Linked DNA regions of Gossypium hirsutum: region 2 is linked to region 1. The links are chromatin contacts, called in public Hi-C maps. All regions are on one chromosome and are shown on one strand. Each heading gives the region's core, a stretch centred on a gene start, on an enhancer-like site or on the middle of the called end of the contact. The rest is flanking DNA. Distances are from core to core; before and after follow the strand shown.

What was found. Hi-C and Micro-C count contacts between places; a contact is called where the count stands out from the background.
Region 2: a Hi-C map of hypocotyl shows a contact between it and region 1, with 2.4 times the contacts expected there. The contact joins the promoter of LOC107919846 here to the promoter of LOC107919977 in region 1. A contact is called at or near these places in 5 of 34 Hi-C or Micro-C datasets (callus, hypocotyl and leaf).

What each region holds. Positions count from the first base shown.
Region 1 is chrD13:40,634,993-40,638,209 of Gossypium_hirsutum_v2.1, reverse strand. It overlaps LOC107919977 (sister chromatid cohesion 1 protein 4), which reads right to left and starts at 1,770. Exons shown (of 16, transcript XR_005923287.1): 1 at 1,074-1,770.
Region 2 is chrD13:40,935,437-40,938,653 of Gossypium_hirsutum_v2.1, reverse strand. It overlaps LOC107919846 (far upstream element-binding protein 2), which reads right to left and starts at 1,442. Exons shown (of 7, transcript XM_016849237.2): 1 at 1,042-1,442; 2 at 290-645. The coding sequence starts at 1,255.

The DNA.
Region 1 (3,217 bases), core at 521-3,020:
GTGACAATATAACTCTGTCACCAGCCTTGTATAGCTTAGTCCACAGTAGCAACAAAACCAGAAAAAGAGCTGAAGAAGCTCAAAGGAAAATTCCTCCACCGAGTAACCAAGTAAAACCACACATATTAAGAACATGCTACCAACACCGCGGATATTTAACATATTCTGTATGGAAATTATTCCTACAGAACCAAAGGTTTCCAAATAGGCCAATAGAACTGCCAACAAGCACCTCAAAATAGGCCCAAAAGGGCCATGACAAGGAAGAAGCATAAAAGGCCTAAAAGATTAACTTATGCATAACTAAGAACAAAAAGGATAATGCTACGAACGTTAAAAAAATATTTCTATTAATAAATGGGAATTTGGGCATGAAATTTTCAGTTTCAAGAACCAGAGACCCATATCAGAAGCAAAGTATTGGCATTTCCACCCTGCTCCACAATTGTCAAGAGAACCCATGTTTTACCAAATTGACAGTTTCATTTCATCAAGCATGCTGATTTTCACGCTAACCTGGTATTTAAAATTTTCAATTCATAAATACCACTTCTACTAATGGATGTTTAACAGTTGAAACTACTTTTATTTCATCAAGCTGATAGAAATACTTAATAAACTTAGAACTATGTATGACCATCATTAATTCCAGTGGTTGGTTTAATAAATCAAATGTCAAGAAAAGAAAAGAGCATATTAATAGGACAAATAAGAAAGGAAATTCTAACTACTTCTTGCTATTTAGTTCCTCATAAAGTAGTTAAAACTAAATCGGAAATATGCAAAATCATAATTGATTAAAAAAAGGAAACAATGACTGAAAAAGCAGTACTAATTATGAAGTAAATATGTTTCTCGTATTAAAGTAAAATCATATATTTTTCTCACCGGAAAATTGCAGTTTCAATGTAGCACAAGCAATAACCAAAGAGTGCATAAATAAATTCTGATACAGCATAAAAGAAGAACATATCCTGACAGTCTATATTAATCTAACCTTAAGAAGACTAAGATATTGCTCTATTAAGTGGAAAAGGATAGATTAAGTACAAGTAGACTTAAAAGGTACTAACCAACAGAAACACCGATGTCCGTATCCGCCACCTGATTCTTGCGGAGTTTCCTCTCCAGATGGGCAGCTATCCATATCGTCCCCAGTGGACCTTTCTTCGCCAATATAAACTGTGAATAAAACATTTCTCGCCCAATACAAACCCTATTTCTTCATACAATGTAACCAAACCCTATTATTTAAGCTTAAAATTAGAGCTTTCAGTAAGAATTCAACAAACTGGCAAAGCTCACAAGAGAAGAGAAACCCTAAATTTCAAATTCCACAACAGAACCCTTCACTTTCCACTTCTAGCAGCGGAAATGAACAAATTAAGTTCAGAATATCCCTAAAAATCAATAGCAACAAGGAAACCTTTACAAATCTCCGTCCACCAAACAACCTGTGAAACCCTCCCAAAACTCCGTAAAGGGCCCCATTTCCGCTTAATTTCAGAACCACCACTCAGGAGAAGTTCAAAATTTGTGCCGTTTCAGTTTGCAGAATCGCCAGTTGAGTCGGATCGCACAGACGCAGATCAATTGGAGACTGGGAAAGAAAAACAGAAGGGAAAGCGCTAATTTTAGTAAATGACTTTTTTGTAATAAGAAATTAATTTCGAAATTCAACGTTGGTTTTGTGTTCGTCGTTGTATTAGTGCAGGTATGTTGGACACGTGGCGCTTCTTCACTGGTTGGTTTATTTTGAATTTTATGACTTCTCCAGTACGTTTTGTCAAAGGCGTAGCCTATACTTCCATTCTTTTTTGTTTGCCAACCGATCTCTTTCATTAGAAAGATACAAACCGAGACAAACGAGGGCCAAACTCGGGCAAAATACCAAAAAAAATTAATTTTTTTTAAATTTATTAAAATGGGTTTGATGTTTTATTATTTATCGGAATTGGTCCTTTTTTCTTAAATCGCGTCCACGTCAGCGCGATGTCAGGGGACATATCAAGAAATCGCGTCCATGTCAGCGCGCTTTGCTGACATGGCAACAAATCGCGTCCTCTGAAGCGCGATTTGTGTCCACGTCAGCAAAGCGCGCTGACGTGGATGCGATTTCCTGGCAAATAGCACACCCTTGGGGACGCGATTTCGCCGTGTTTCCCACCTTAGGATTTTTAGGGTTTTTAAGGTTTTTAGAGAAAAAAGTAATCAAATAAGGGATTAGGGTTTAGGGTTTAGGGTTTCATAATTAAATTAATTAAAATTTATTAAAAAATGGATTATGTTTCGTGTTTATGGGTTTTTAAGATAAAATCAAAGCAGGATGATTTATCAGAAGGATTTTTGAAGTCGCGCCCACATGTACGCACTTTTGCTACAGTAGGTCCTGGAAAAATAATTTCGACTTGACGTTTCTGATCAAAAAGTTTAAAAAATGCTTCAAGAAGGATACTTTATGAGAAGAATTTGTGAAATCGCGCCCTCGTGGACTCGCTTTTGCTACAGTTGGTCTTGGAAGAAATAATTTCGAGTTGACTTTTTGAGCAAATAGTTTTAAAAAAGCTTCAAGCAGGATGCTTTATAAGAAGAATTTGTGAAGTCGCGCCCACGTGGATGCATTTTTGCTATAGTAGGTCCTGAAAATAATTTTGAGTTGACGTTTCTGAGCAAATAGTATAAAACAACGCTGCAAGCAGCATGTTATTTGAGAAGAATTTGTGAAATCGCGCCCTCGTGGACGCGCTTTTGCTACAGTAGGTCTTGGAAAAATAATTTCGACTTAGCATTTCTGAGCAAATAGTATAAAATCGCTTCTAGCAAGATGCTTTATGAGAAGAATTTGTGAAATCGCGCCTACTTGAACGCGCTTTTTCTACAGTAGCATGTTTAGGCTGAGGCTATAAATGAGGCAAAAAATGTTCTGAGATTGCATAAGTCATAGCAGAAACAATTTAGAGAGGCTAAGAAGGTTAGAGTTTCAAATATGAGTGAACGTATTAGTGGTGTTATTTACTACGATGGTGAGGTTTGCCACACGGAGAATGGTGTTGTTTTTTTGTCAGAGATTAACATAGATTTGACAGACCTTCGTAAAAGAATTAGGCGTAAAATTTTCGGAACGATGCCAATGAAAGTTCTATCTATTACATATCGATTCTGTTCCTCTGTTGATCCGGTGACATATGACTCGTTCGACATAAAAGGTGCTCGTAGC
Region 2 (3,217 bases), core at 193-2,692, 300 kb before region 1:
AAATGCAGATAAAACATTAAAGGTAGTTTAGCCGCATAATGAGGAGATTGTTATTATTAAAAAAATGTAATTTAATAGATGACATCCACCTTAAGAGAGAAGAAGACCTACCATTATTGGGAAAAAAAATTTAAAAAAGGATTGTCTGTTTGACATGGGATCAAACAGATTATAGTGCAAAAAGGGATTGTTGAAATGTTTGTTGAAGTAACTACGAAAAAATCAACTTCAGTTTACACCCAGTTCAAACAATTCACAATGAGACAGCTTAAAAATTTGGCTAGCATACCTTCGCATTAGGAACCTCCATTTTGCGAGTAATAGTTGTACCATCATCAACCTCCTGCTGAGGCAAGTCATCAGAAGGTTGCTTATTATCCTCTTTAGCAGGTTCTTGACCGTTATCTGCCTCAAAACTCTCAACTTTACCTAACTCAGCATCAGCAGTTTCAGGATTATCTGCAGACTGCCCATCTGTTTCCTCTGCAGTTCCTTCATATTGCTCAGGTTTTACAGTTTCTTCAGCCTCCTTTGCAGGAGAATCACCATTCTCTGCTTGCTTGTTAAGCTCATTTTGCTGCAAACCCTCCTCCTCCTCCTTGTCAGGTTCATGCGATTTCTCAGCTTCAAATCCATTCTCACTGGCTGTTATTTTAAGCATAAAGACCATGGAATTAGAATAGTTAGATATGCAAAGCAATAAAAATATGAACCAGCCATAAACCATGTTTTGTTTTGATATCACTGTTGCTATTGCTTTTTGCTTTCTGCACAAAATTGGAAAGAAAAAAAAAACAAGGTGTTCACTCATAGGCTCCATCAAAATTGGCTCTTGATTTTAGCAATTTTTAAACATGTAAAAATAAATGACAGAAAAAGAAAAATTAGTAAAGTAACAACCAAACGGAGCCTTGATCTTCTCACTTCGTATTCACCTAGCACATAAAACTCACAATTAACCCTAGAGCTACTATCATTTAACCCCTCAAATCATTTCCTTAAATAGTACATAAACCCAGAAAAAGGGAACATGTTCATTACCCAAGCCATCGGTTTTATCGTCGTCGAGCCTAGGGCGTTTGGCCTCGGACAAATCAGATGGTGCAGCATCGTTATCTTGGGCATCAGGGTCTAAAGCAGAGTCGCGAGGCATGTTGTCCGCATGGGGGTCGTGGGGCTCGACATCCTCGAGTTTTCGCTTAAGATCGGAAGGGACGGGGCTGGGTGCAGGGGCTACGGCCTCTTCCTCAGCCATCAAAATGTACGGAAAAGGAGAAGTAATCTAGGGTTTGGAGAAGAGAGCAGAAATAGCGAAGCAATGGAAGTGTTGGATGAGGATGCTAGTATGTAAGAGATAAAATATCGTGTTTGTATGTAATGTACTACATTAGGGTTTAAGGCCAATTTATAGCTGCAAAATATCACATTTCACATTTCGCAATTTCCTTTCTTTCTTTGGCCCACTCTTCAGCCTACTTTCTATTTTCTTGAAAAAAAAAATCTTTAGGTGTGAGAAAATATTTTTGTTTTTCTTTATTTCCCAAAATTGGATTTTTATATTTAAAATTAAATGATTTTTGTTTTTATTTATCTGTTTTTTAAATTTTAAAAAACAAACTATTTTTAAAAAAGAAGAAGTTTTCTTTAGTAATACCTCGACACCTAAAGATGTCAAGTTCTAAGTTTGCAACATTGCCTCTAAAATTTCTACGTGACATTAGAATCAGGGTTAATTATTGTTATAATTTCAATATTTGGGTGTCAAATTCAAAGAATAAATTTGAAAAGTAATCGTTAAAAATTTAAATTTATTTTTTTAATTGCTAGGGATGAATGTTGTATCCTAAATCTGACACTTAGTGGTGTCAACGTGAGTACTAATTTTAAAAAACGAATAAAGTAATTTAAATAAATAATAATAGAAAATAAATAAAAATCAACACCTGTCAATTTTCACTAATATTTTTGTGAATCCCTAATTTAAGAAGCTATAAATAGGCAAATAAATTTGTTAATTTTTCGCAATAAACAAAAACAAATTATGATGTTTGTTATTTACCATATATCCTACATAATGGTTGCCAACTTTTTAAGATTCGAAGGACATGTAGCCCAAGGTGTAGTTACATTAGAGTATTCTCGTATTACTTAGCTTCGCAATAATATGAGTATAGGTCCACTTAACGAGAGAATCTTGCTCCAATTAAGAGGCATTGATTTCTATCACACAAGTCAAATTGGGAGAGTTACTTACATTTTGTCATTCTTATCCATTCTGATTAAACGATGGAGATCGAAGACTCATATGCTTCATCTCTTATACAACTAGGCGATAATAAAACTGGAAGATGTAGCATTGCTGATAAGGCTTCTAGAAGACGAGCATCTTGTGATGAGAAGCTTTGAATTTAATTTACAAGATGACCTTTATGCAAAGTTCAAAACTGATACAAACCTTCCGGTGGATTTCAAATGGCACCAAGTGAAGTTAGATTAGTTGAAGAGGTGATTTAGGAATCTCCTCAAGAATTCAATACCCATTTAGATCGATTACCATGCTCGAGCATACATTTTTCACCTAACCGGAGGTGTGTTGATGATAGAAAATTCTAGCAACTTAGTTCATACCTTGTACTTCCCATTTTTATCTAACTTTTAAATTGTTGGTACACATAGTTGGGACCTTGTCATTTTGCCTATATAGAGCGTTGTGCAAGAGGTGTAAAGTGGGGAGCGAGGAAGTGAATGGATGCCTTGTGATTTTACAATTGTGGAAGTAGTATCGACTTTTGCTCATAGACTTCTACCCTTTAAACCTATTAGTTTCCCACTAGCCAGAAGGTACAAGTAGAACCCTAAACCATGAAATCAATATTTATAGCATAAATGTCTTATATTTGTAATAACATTATGTAATTTAATAGACAGTCTAAGCAACGTGACTGTACGACATACAGGAAGGCCGATTTGGTATTTATACAATAAGTAATTGATAGGAAATCAAATGATTTGGTATCGGTATAGTACTGTACATGTGAATTAAGTGTTTATGTTATGTTTGTGATATCATAAAAAAGATTTTGATATGTGAATGTGAAAGTTGATTAGTGACTATATGTGCTAAAGTAAAAACTATAAGTTATAAATTTAATTTAAATAATTTTATGTTTTGGAAATAAATTAAAAGTTTAAGTATGTTAGTGAAAGAAACTGTATG